Linked DNA regions of Zea mays: all the other regions are linked to region 3. Evidence: chromatin contacts called from public Hi-C data. All regions are on one chromosome and are shown on one strand. The core of a region is the stretch at or near the end of the contact, and the rest is flanking DNA. Distances in the headings are between cores, read along the strand shown.

What was found. A called contact is a pair of places that touch in the nucleus more often than the background predicts.
Region 1: a Hi-C map of leaf shows a contact between it and region 3, with 3 times the contacts expected there. The contact joins the promoter of LOC100282879 here to the promoter of LOC100273102 in region 3. A contact is called at or near these places in 8 of 25 Hi-C or Micro-C datasets (ear, endosperm, leaf and 1 more).
Region 2: a Hi-C map of ear shows a contact between it and region 3, with 4 times the contacts expected there. The contact joins the promoter of LOC100382784 here to the promoter of LOC100273102 in region 3. A contact is called at or near these places in 9 of 25 Hi-C or Micro-C datasets (ear, endosperm, leaf and 2 more).
Region 4: a contact with region 3 is called in a Hi-C map of ear, with 4 times the contacts expected there. The contact joins the promoter of LOC100274062 here to the promoter of LOC100273102 in region 3. A contact is called at or near these places in 3 of 25 Hi-C or Micro-C datasets (bundle sheath, ear and tassel).

Annotation. Positions count from the first base shown.
Region 1 is chr6:107,003,931-107,006,682 of Zm-B73-REFERENCE-NAM-5.0, forward strand. It overlaps LOC100282879, which reads left to right and starts at 1,414. Exons shown (of 5, transcript XM_034059372.2): 1 at 1,414-2,235. The coding sequence starts at 2,029. LOC103629709 (PX domain-containing protein EREL1) reads left to right here. Exons shown (of 10, transcript XM_008650820.3): 9 at 42-260; 10 at 439-1,086. The coding sequence ends at 717.
Region 2 is chr6:106,981,589-106,984,288 of Zm-B73-REFERENCE-NAM-5.0, forward strand. LOC100382784 reads left to right here and starts at 1,302. Exons shown (of 7, transcript XM_008650819.2): 1 at 1,302-1,569; 2 at 1,680-1,861; 3 at 1,950-2,057. The coding sequence starts at 1,564. LOC111589528 (a long non-coding RNA gene) reads left to right here. Exons shown (of 2, transcript XR_002748569.1): 2 at 247-441. It overlaps LOC118472222 (a long non-coding RNA gene), which reads right to left. Exons shown (of 2, transcript XR_004850238.1): 2 at 1,969-2,700.
Region 3 is chr6:106,814,648-106,817,347 of Zm-B73-REFERENCE-NAM-5.0, forward strand. It overlaps LOC100273102, which reads left to right and starts at 1,428. Exons shown (of 10, transcript NM_001147551.1): 1 at 1,428-1,711; 2 at 2,013-2,064; 3 at 2,156-2,213. The coding sequence starts at 1,480. It overlaps LOC103629707 (heptahelical transmembrane protein 1), which reads left to right. Exons shown (of 4, transcript NM_001346971.1): 4 at 1-220.
Region 4 is chr6:106,965,044-106,967,858 of Zm-B73-REFERENCE-NAM-5.0, forward strand. It overlaps LOC100274062, which reads left to right and starts at 1,454. Exons shown (of 14, transcript NM_001148441.1): 1 at 1,454-1,926; 2 at 2,139-2,273. LOC103631267 (zinc finger protein ZAT5) reads right to left here. Exons shown (of 2, transcript XM_008652213.4): 2 at 1,015-1,916. The coding sequence ends at 1,475.

The sequences.
Region 1 (2,752 bases), core at 164-2,663, 190 kb after region 3:
AATCAGTTTATTTTCATGATTTTTATTTGTTTTTGTTTCAGAGAGTTATTATTAGAGATAAACAGAGGTCAGCACGTGCAAAGTTATGCCGAGTGAAATTTCTTCATGAGTGTCGACTGCTGCATGAGCGTCTACTGGAATGTAGTGCTAAATTTCTAGCAGAAGAACAAGGCAATTTTACTATTGATCCTTCGTCCTTGCCTGATGCATTAGATCTTCTAGCAACATCAGACAATAGAGTACGCTTACTCATTGCTGAGGTAAACTATAAATGTTATTGTAAACTTGTTTCTTTTGATTCATAGAGGAAGAATATTGTTCACACTGGAATGCAATTTCCATGGATGTACACTCCACAGTTTTAAATATACTTTCTATTAATTCTACTACTTTTAAATTTCGATATCTGTAATCTATGCTCTGCACTGGTCTCTCCAGGCTCAACTTTTAGCACGAGATGATGAACAAGGCTCTTCTGATGATGGCGACAATTCTGATAGCATATCGTCATTAACTATGAGCTGGGAAGATGCAAAAGTTACAGATGAAGATGCAACGAAAATACTTTCTGATCTACTTATTGACAACGCGCAGCTGAGGCTGCGTCTTAATGCTGTCATCCGCAACGCTGTAAATACTGCCGTGAAGCCAGAGAAAGAAGGTAGTGGCGAGGTTCTTCCCAAAAAGACAGTCCTTAACTGGTTGTTAGACAGATGAGAACACCTATGTATATTCCTGTGATTTAGGTTTCAAACTTACGCGGCTTGACCAAAATTATATGATGAGCATACCTATATAGTGCCAGGGCAGCATCAGGATAAAAGTTTCCGGCCATGAGGGAAGAAGATCCTGGAGAAGCGTGCGTTGCTGCTGTACGGTTGTTTATTTACACATGGAAATATCGGAGGATAGTATATTTAGGCCCGTTTGGTTCAGGGCAACTAAACTTTAGTTATTTTTAGTCTCTAAAGAAGCAAACAGGGTGACTGAAAGTAGGTGACTAAAGTTTAGTCATCTAGTCACCAAATAAGTGACTAAAAGTGACTAAAGTAGGATTTTTACCTTTTACCCTCTCTCTTTATTGTCCTTGCTGTTGTCACCCTCTGATAGAGGTAATGCAGTTATTATTCACACTAATTAATACTCTTTAAACAGTTTTAGTTACTGAAACCAAATATGATATTTTAGTGATTAAACCTGACTAAAGGAACCAAACATGACCTCAGTGATCTTAGTGGGGTTGCCACATTGCATTACACTGGCGAGGGCAGTCAAAGCTTGCTGAGCTATGCAGAAGCTCGCAATTGGGCTTGGTGGACTGATGGAGATGTGCGTCACCTACGTGTACAGATTTTTCTGGCTCGCAGCTGGTGAATCTCTAGCTGGAGTGGACGGTTCAAGTGCCAATTATATATTTATTAAATTCATGGGTCTATATCTCCAAATCTAAATGGGGCCTCAAATTCTTTTATTTCGTATGTCACGGTATATCCACAATGGTGGCACAACAGAGCGTGGTCGCTACCAGGAAGATGAGGTCGTTTTTTCTAGTGTGACTCTTGGAGCAAACCATGCAGAGAGTCAAATTCGGGGCCACCTGTCGGCCAAACAGCGCACAGCAAAAGCTGCGGTGTGGACGCGCTCACGTTGCACCGACGAAAAAGGACGCACGGGAATACGTAAAAAATCCAACGTTAACGAGAGGGGAGAAGAAGAGAAATAAAGTGCGAGGTAACCGTAACCCTACCCCCTTGCGAGCACGACCCAACCCATCATCTCGCCCGTCACCCGTCAGGACCCGGACCAAACCAATCAGGCGGCTCGGGCGCGGCGGCGACACAGGGCAAGGAGGCCGGACGTTGGGGGGACCGGGGCTCGACGCCAGCCGTGGATCGCGTGCGGAGGGGGACAAGCGTCTGCCTCATGTCCCGCGACGGCGGGGAATAGGGCGACGGCGTCGGCGGCGGGGATCGGTTGCGGCGGCGTGACGAGGCGGCTGCGGCGGCGGCTCGGGAGGGAGGCGGCACCATGTCTGCGGTAGTCTGTGGCAAGAGGTCCTCCTCCATCTTCGCCGACGAGCTCCTCCCGCCGTCTCCTTCCTCCCCTCACTCCTCCCACCAGCCGGCGGCCAAGAGGTCCCGCCGCTCCCCCTCGCACCGCGGCGGCTCCGACGGACTCCGACCGGAGGCGCTCGTCGACTATCTACTTGCCCTCTTCCCCGACATGGATCCACAGGTCTGCCTCCACCGCCGCCTCACTTTATCCTCCCCCCCTCCCCTTCTATTTCCGCGTAGGTAGTGAATCACTAGATGTGGCTTTTGCATCCCTCTATGATTTACTAGTGCCACCATCTTGAGTGGTAAGCCAACGACAATTTCTTGTTCTTTGTCCGTGAATATGTGAGGCCATGTGAGGTCGGTCCTAGGAGTTTCATCGAAATTTCTTTTGTATTTAATAAGCTGCTACATAAGTTGTTTTTATTTGACAATCTTTTTAAAAAGAGGGAGAATAATTGAGTTTCTAACGATGAAACTGGCACAATTACTAACTCTATATGAGTCATGAAATCGAATGTTTACGAAAGCATATAATGAAACTTTTATGTGTTTCATTGAAGTTTCATTTTATTCTATAGAATATGCAGTATTAGAAACAACGCTATGGAACTCCCCACTGACACTGGCTTGACATTCATTTACTTCCATTGAAATGAAATGGCGGCGCCTTGGGATATGAATCTAGATGCCACTCA
Region 2 (2,700 bases), core at 52-2,551, 170 kb after region 3:
AGATTATTTATTATTACTTTGATTTATTATTACTAAGGTTTGGTATTTATTTATATTTAGTAAGTGATAATAAAATTTTGACCAACTTATAAAAAGCAATGCTCTGCTTCAATCTTTATTTTGTTGATTAGCCTTACACTTCGCATGAACTCTCACCTTTAGTGAGTTCATGCACATTATTTCTCACAACTTGTTGAGATATGATCTTTTGTGAGTTCACTCTTGCGATATATAAACCCTCTACAGGTGAAGAGCATGTGGTCGAAAAGGAGCCGCACAACGAGAAGTTCGACTTGATCTAGGTGGCGTCTTCCGGTCAGCTCTGTGGCGCCAGAGAAATAATATTTAGTTCGTTTTATATTTATCATTTATTTTGTAAAACTTACGCTATGTAACAAGTGAATTTATGATATTTATGATATTTATCTCTATACGCTCTTTTATTATATGTGTTGTTCTTACTTGGCGCATATATAAGACGTACCAGGCTTTATTCCTTAAATTCGGGTGTGACAGGAGATTAAGAGAAGATCGCGAGGGCGATTTCTGAAGACTCGTGGGGGCGACAAAGGAGATGAAATGGAGATCTCTGTTGTGACGAGATGACGAGGTTTTCCATTTTGATCAGGGCGAAGAGGACGACGCGGTTTGGGGTCCAACGCGGCCTCCATGGCTCCAACTCCAACACGACATGTCTGCAGAACGATATTAAAATTATTCATAGTATTAAAATTATCACATATACAACGTCCATTTGTAAAGCAATTACTCATAATATTAAAATTACCACCTGTACAATTTTTTTAAGAAAGATGTCGCAGCTGCTGTCTGCAAGCTGAAGGGAACATATGCCACGTTTGACATTTTTAGTTGCAAACTTACGAACATATGTACCACGTAGTTAGGTAGATATGAAAACTCCAATCAAATTTTAAGGTTGAACTTTGTGAGACGATAAGTTAGCACTACAGTCCTGAGGTTGCACATCGGACCTATGTATTTCAGCTTGTGGCCGCTTTTAGAGTTTAAACCACTGGTTTTTGAACTTTCTAAAATCCAAACAACTTCTATAAACTAAAAGTCTAAAAGTTTATCCTAACGAGCTTTTAATTCTTGGTTTTCGAAAGCCTTTTTACTTTTGAATAGTCTAAAAACTGACGTACAAAATGTACAATAAACTGAAACAAACCGCCCCATAAAAAGCCCGTTCGTTTAAAGATGAATTATATGAATTAGAGAAGATTAAATTACTTTCTAGTTAACATTAAATAGGAAGGGTTTAGATATAAATTAATGAGGATTAGAGGGCCTCCAATTTCCCTCGTGCTACCTCTAACCAAAGAGACCCTCATTTTGTTCGACGCAGAACCAAACAAGCCGGGACTGGACGCGGCTCCGGCGTGGCATCGCTGGACCTTCTTGCTCACCAAGAAGCCCAACCCGGCCTCCATCAAAGCCCACAACCGTCGTAGTCGCTACTTCCCCTCCGATCGTCGACGACGACGCATCCACCCGAGCCCTTCTCCGCGAAATAGCCGTCGCCGCACTGCCGCAGCTCCGGCTATGTCAGTGAGTACCCCCCCCCCCCCCCCCCCCCCCCCCCCCTCGCCTCCCGTGTCGTCCCTCCTTCTCGCCCCGGATCTCGAATTCCTTACAGTTTCGCCCCCTGCCCATTGCAGATCTTCGAGTACAATGGGTCCGCCGTGGTGGCGATGGTGGGGAAGAACTGCTTCGCGATTGCCAGCGACCGGCGGCTCGGCGTGCAGCTTCAGACCATCGCGACAGACTTCCAGAGGGTGTTCAAGATCCACGACAAGCTCTACATCGGCCTCTCAGGGCTCGCCACCGACGCCCAGACGCTGTGAGTCGCAGTTGCCGAATTCTCCCCGCCCGCCCCCACGGCCTGTTCTCTTCGGTTCAGCTGCTTAGGGTTTTAGGTCCCTCCGCAGGTACCAGCGGTTGGTCTTCAGGCACAAGCTGTATCAGCTGCGCGAGGAGAGGGACATGAAGCCTGAGACCTTTGCCAGCCTTGTCTCTGCGCTCCTCTACGAGAAGAGGTGAGGATTTTGCTAGTGCGCTTTTGGGGGAATTGTGTAGGATTCTGGGTAAACCTACTGCGGGTAGTTGTTATTTTAAATTTTGAATGCGCTGCCAGACCGTGGACTCTGTAAAGAGATGCAAAACTATGTTGGTTGCATGCTGCTGAAGGATTTGGTCGTAGGAAGCTAGTGCTACCAATACCTTGTACTGTGATGGTATTGGGGATGCAGAACTTTGGAGCTAGATCTTTATATGAAACGCTTTGCCTTTTGGACGGACAATTCCACCAACGGAGTGCTTCAGATACACCTTATATAAAACACTAGGTAGGTGCCCGTGCGTTGCAACGGCATCCAATCAGGCATATATTAATCTTTCAATTATTCATACTTGCCACAGAAGTTAAAAAATAGTGTAAAACATAGATATGAAATAACAAATATCAATATGATATGTAAAATCTGTGTGACAATATAAATATATAATATTATTATAAATATGTCAACTCAAATAAAATCAACTGATGTCGAACAAACATTACAATATCGTATATATTATTTCTAAAGAATCAACATAGAATTACAGGAACATATAATATCATGGTAATTTATGTATACGGAGTACAATTCCAACTTTCTAAAGCTTATGTGGTGCTTCAAG
Region 3 (2,700 bases), core at 178-2,677:
TCCAGTGATCGATACGATATGATGATTGGGAAAGAAGAAACTAAACCATATTTTTTTTTGTTTACACCTTTTCCTTACAGCAGCAGCAGCAAGTGTGCGAGATTCATCGTTAATGACAGAGAGTTGATTGGCGTCAGTCACAGATTCCTTGTCAATTTGTACATAGACGAAGCTCATCGAGTAATGATTGATTAATACATTCTTTCGATCGGTTTGAAAATGCAAATCCAAAAGTTCTTTTTTAAAAAAAAAAATCAAAACGGAGGTTTCGCGTCGATCTGTCTGTGTTGCCATCGACGATAACGCGAGCGGATGGGCTACTCCGATCCGTGCAGCATCCGGTTGCTTTCAGGTCAGGCGGAGTAGCCTAGACGCGACGTCGAGACCGGTAGCACAGGTACAGTACAGGTGGAGCGACTCTCACCGGCCGGGCTCGTCTCATAAATGGGCGGCCGACCCGTCCAACAACCCAACGGACCTGGCTCTGACTGACCTCTCATTCCGTGCAGCTCGCAGTTGTCATGCCCGGCTGGCAGTCGGTCCAATCGGCCGGCCATTATACTGCCGGCCGGCGTCGTCGCCGTCGGCATCCGGGACGGCGCTGCCGAGTGCCGATTGCCAACCCATTCATGGCGTGACCGCGAGTCGTTCCTGCCACCTCCGGGACGGTCGGGCCCCCCCGAGTCGTGTGAGCAGTGAGCTGCCCGCGCGCGGCAGGCCAACAGCTCTGCAAGCTTTTCCGGTATCAATGCTGGCCCTGGCCCAGGCCGTGGCCCCCAAATGGCTCTCACTATCTAAATCATTACTTACTCGCTATATAAATTATTAGTCGAAGAATAATTTATGTAGAAATGCTTTATATTTTTTTCATACTCCAACAACAGTTTTATATGTTTTGCGCACTCTAAAAACAACAATTATGCTTCTGTTTGTGTGGAGTCAAATGCCGTCCATACTGGGACCAATCTTCGTTCTCACTTCTCCATCACATATTCACATAGTATTCACAGCGGATCTTTTTTTTTTCAGGTGGCTATACAACATAGTATCCTGCAAAACCCATAGAGGCCAAAGCATTTTGTGTTGTTGTTGACAGCAAAACTTCCTACTGCATTCAAAGACCTGCCTTTATAATAGATAATGAAGTTTTTTTTTTTTTTGCAACTGCGACGAATAATATAGGCCGGGACCTCCTCCATAATCCGGTCATTGCGGACAGTCCTAGGCTCCTAGCAGCTACCACAACGAACATGATGTATTTTTACCAGATTTTACAGTCCTAGTTCTTGTTTGTTATTTCATGAGAGTATCAGGCCACAAAGAACATGGGCCGTGCTGCGCGGAACACATACATGGGCTCACACTGGACCAGGAGGGGAGAAGAAACACGGAAGGGAGGCTCTCACCAGTCACCACTCACCTGACGGCTGACGACGAGTGAGCGAGAGGAACGGGGAGAGGGAAGTTAAACGCGCGGCGATGCCGGAGCTGCCGGAGGTGGAGGCGGCGCGTCGGGCGCTGCAGGCGCACTGCGTGGGGAGGCGCATCGCGCGCTGCGCCGTGGCGGACGACGCCAAGGTGGTCGTTGCCGCCGCCGGCCGCGCGGCCTTCGAGCGGGCCATGGTCGGCCGGACCATCGTCGCCGCGCGCCGGAGGGGCAAGAACCTCTGGCTCCAGCTCGACGCGCCGCCCTTCCCGTCCTTCCAGTTCGGTCAGTCCGCGCCGTACCACTTACTACGTGGCCTAGACTTAACCTTAACCATTATTTGGTACTAGTACTACTATAGCTTCGGTGCTCCGCTAGTGCTTGGCTGCCTACCCAGTGTATTGTTGTTATTCAGAAAATTGGTAGTTAGAAAGGGCACCTTTGTCTTATACTGCTATGCATTTGGTCGAAAATTATAGCTGTTATCTATGTTTAATTATGCTTAGCAATCGCATGGATTCTGCTACTTTGCGCTGGTCTAATACTAAATAGGTGAGGGGTTATAAGAGCATTCTTTGGACTGCAGGGATGGCAGGCGCGATATATATCAAAGGCATTCCTGTGACGAATTATAAGAGGCAGGTGATATTTTACCGTTTTATACGTACGTTGTGATTATGTGAGTTCACCAATCGGTTTCTAGGAAATAATTTCTTCACAAGGCTGCAGATCCGTTGTTAATTCCGAAGAGGAGTGGCCCTCCAAACACTCTAAATTCTTTGCTGAGGTAATTATCCCAAACACAGTGTCGCATCAATTTTGTTTTCTAGCATGGCACTCACGCTCTTGTTGGTTATATGTTACTTTCGCAACTCGGATTGTACACTGATAAAAATGTGATGTCCAGTACAAGTTATTATCAAGTCTAAATCAACATTGATTCCATGTTCTTGCACACTATTTTTTGCTTAGTACAATAACAGTAAAAAAGCAAGAGATATCTTCCAGTAAACTTAGTAAAAAAAATACATCTTTAGATGAGCCAGTTACTAATCATTCAACAAACCACATGGACAGTGGTTGTGAATGCCCCTCACTTGATAACTAGGATATGGAAAGAAACTTGGGGAACATATTATATTATTGATTAATCTCAGTTTCATCTCTGATGGCTGCTTTAATGGTTATTCAGTTCAAAGAGTGAAAGGCACAAATCTCATTTCAGTTTCGTACTAGCCAATTTGTGTATTTTTTTTTTAAAAAAAACAGCTCGT
Region 4 (2,815 bases), core at 204-2,703, 150 kb after region 3:
TGTGTTTTGCTAAGACTCCTCTCTAGCCACTTGGCTTTATTGTGCTAACATCTAATCAAGTTTTGTGGAATTAAGTTTCAAGTTTTACAGGATCACCTATTCACCCCCCCCCCTCTAGGTGTTCTCAGCACCACTTGCGCGTGGAGAAGGCACGCGGCTCTCTACGGAGTTACTTGACCGAGGTGCTTGGCCCTCGCGTGGGCTTCCCTTTGCGTAGGGGCACCAACGAGGATTAGTCGGGACCTTGCGCGGTTTTGGATACCTCGGTAAAAATACCGGCGCCATCCACGAGAGTTTGCTTCTCTACTTTGCTCTTTAAATTTCCGCATTTACATTAAGCATTTAAGTTTCAATATTGTATTCGTACTTATATAATGTAGATTAAAACTTAGCCATTGCGGTAGAGATAGCAACACTTAGACAAAACCTAGTTTGCACATTATAGTTTGATTATTTGCATAGGTTTTGCTCTAGGGATTTATCTGTGGCCTAGTTTAGAGAAAGTTTTAGAAAGTCCTAATTCACCCCCCTCTTAGGCGTCACCTGTTTCCTTCAGTCCTCGCAGCCATAACTCTCAAATATAATACTATGACTATGACAAGTGCTTTTCAAAAAGCCAATTTGTCAAGATGCTACCTAGAGAAATTTCCATCTATGGCGTTATCAGGTTCAATTACAATACTGCAAGTCTATAACCTCCATAAGAGTGGGTTTAGAGAGTTGTGTACTGTTTTAGCTTGTATACTGTTTTAGGCATATACAAACAATAATGCTCCTTAATAGTTCTAACAGCTATATGGTTATTTATAAACGCAATCTATACTACTTATTAAGGCTCTAAGAGTAGCCTGCCTTTTTTTGTTCTGCCATCGGTAAATCTGGACCGTTCGCTTCATCCAACGAGATCCGACCGTGCTCCGCCCCCTCCCCTCCCCCGTCCCAGCCTTTGGCAACCACCCCGCCCCCACCCTTCGGCGGCGTCGCCCACGAGGGCACGAGGCCGATCCACCGCCAACAGCCCGCCACCGCCACCACCCGCCTCTGCGCCGTCTTGCCGTCCCCGTCCTCGCCCTCCCGCGTGGGCTCGTTCGGCTTCGACGCGCTCAAGGAGACCTTCTCCGTGGACGTGTCGGCGACCGGCGCGCGCCCGCTTCGCGTCCCGCTTGTCGCGCCCTTCACCATCGCGTCCTCGCGCCTCGCCGCGCTCTCCAACGTCGTCGTGCGCGTCGATCTCCGCAGCGGCGCCGTCGGCTGGGGCGAGGCACCCGTGCTGCCCTCCGTCACCGCCGGGGACCAGCCGACAGCGCTCGGAGCCGCGGGCCGGACGTACGCCGCGATGCCCCGCCGTGGGCGCTCTGGCGCGGCCGCCCCCCTCCTCCCCGGTCTCGCACGCGATGCCCCGCCGTGACAGTCGCCGCCCATCAACGGCCTCGCCCTCCTTCCTCCATCGTCCCGCTCGCACGAATCTAGCTAGCTAGGCGAAGAGCTCGAGCAAGACGGGCGGGTCGGCGGCGCCCCCGCGGGCCCGCTGCAGCGCGTCGGCGGCGCGCCAGACCCAGGCATCGGCGGCGCCCGTCGTCGTCTCCTCGCGGTGCCGCCTCATGTGGCCGCCCAGCGCCTGCCCCATCTCGAAGCCGAGCCCGCAGACGTGGCACTCGTGCTGCGCCTGCGGCTCCCTGTCTCCTCCTCCGCCTCCGCCGCCGCCGACGCCGTCGCCGGCCTGCTGATGATGCTTGTGCTGCTGCCTGAGCGCCCTGGCGCCGACGCCGAGCTCGAGGCCGTGGCGGCCCCGCAGGTGGCTGGTCCGGTGGCCGCCGAGCGCCTGGAACGAGGTGAAGGCGCGGCTGCAGGTCCTGCACACGAACAAGCTATTCCATGGCGGAGCAGGATGGCGACGCGGGGCAGAGGCCACCCGACTCCGTTCCGGTAAGATTCGTTACCTTCTGATGGGTTGGTTTGGACTCTTCAATTTCTAGGTCCCGCTGGAGGCGAAAGCTTGCGAGGTAGGAGTACACTTGGGCTTGGAGGCTTGAAGCCTCAGGGTTTACCAATTAAGGGTGTGTTTTTTTCTCGGACAATTGACTTGCAGTGTGATGCTTGCGTCAGGGCTTTGACGTTTTAGTTTGTTCTCTGTCTAGGTTATTATATTGGTTTAACCTTGGATCGCGTTAATTCGGGCCATGAGGAGGTTATTCCGGTGGTTTGATATCGGATCTCGTTAATTCGGGCCCTGAGGAGTTTGTGCGGGTTGAAATCCCCAACACGCTAATTCGGTAAGGACGCCTCAGCTGTTGCTAATTGCAGGAACGATCGCTATTAATATCTCTAATTCAGAAAGGGGGCGGTGATGAGGTTGTCGTTTTCTTTGTTCAAATCGTCTCAATTGCTAATGGAATGGTCAACCCAGGTCAAAACAAAATAAGAATGGTCATAGTTCTGATCTCCGTTCGTTCTGAACTATCTGCTTTGCCAATTTGCTGTGAACGGGAAATGGGTATCATAGGAAGTAATAGCTGTAATATTACCATCATCACTTCTGTTAGGTGGTTCGTGTAGGGGATCAAAATACTAATCAGCATCAACCATTTTTTCGACGATGTGCCAACCACTTCGCACTGTTGTAAGTCAAAAACTCATGATTCTGTACAGAATTAGCAGTGTCAATTTGTTATTATTCTTAAGTTCATAACCTGCCTACATGTTTCCCTGCTGCTTACAGGGCTCCTTTAACATATACTAGCACATATGGTTGATTAAAATACTAATCAGTATCAACCATTTTAGTTGTGGTTTCGTTTGCGAAACTGGTTCTCTT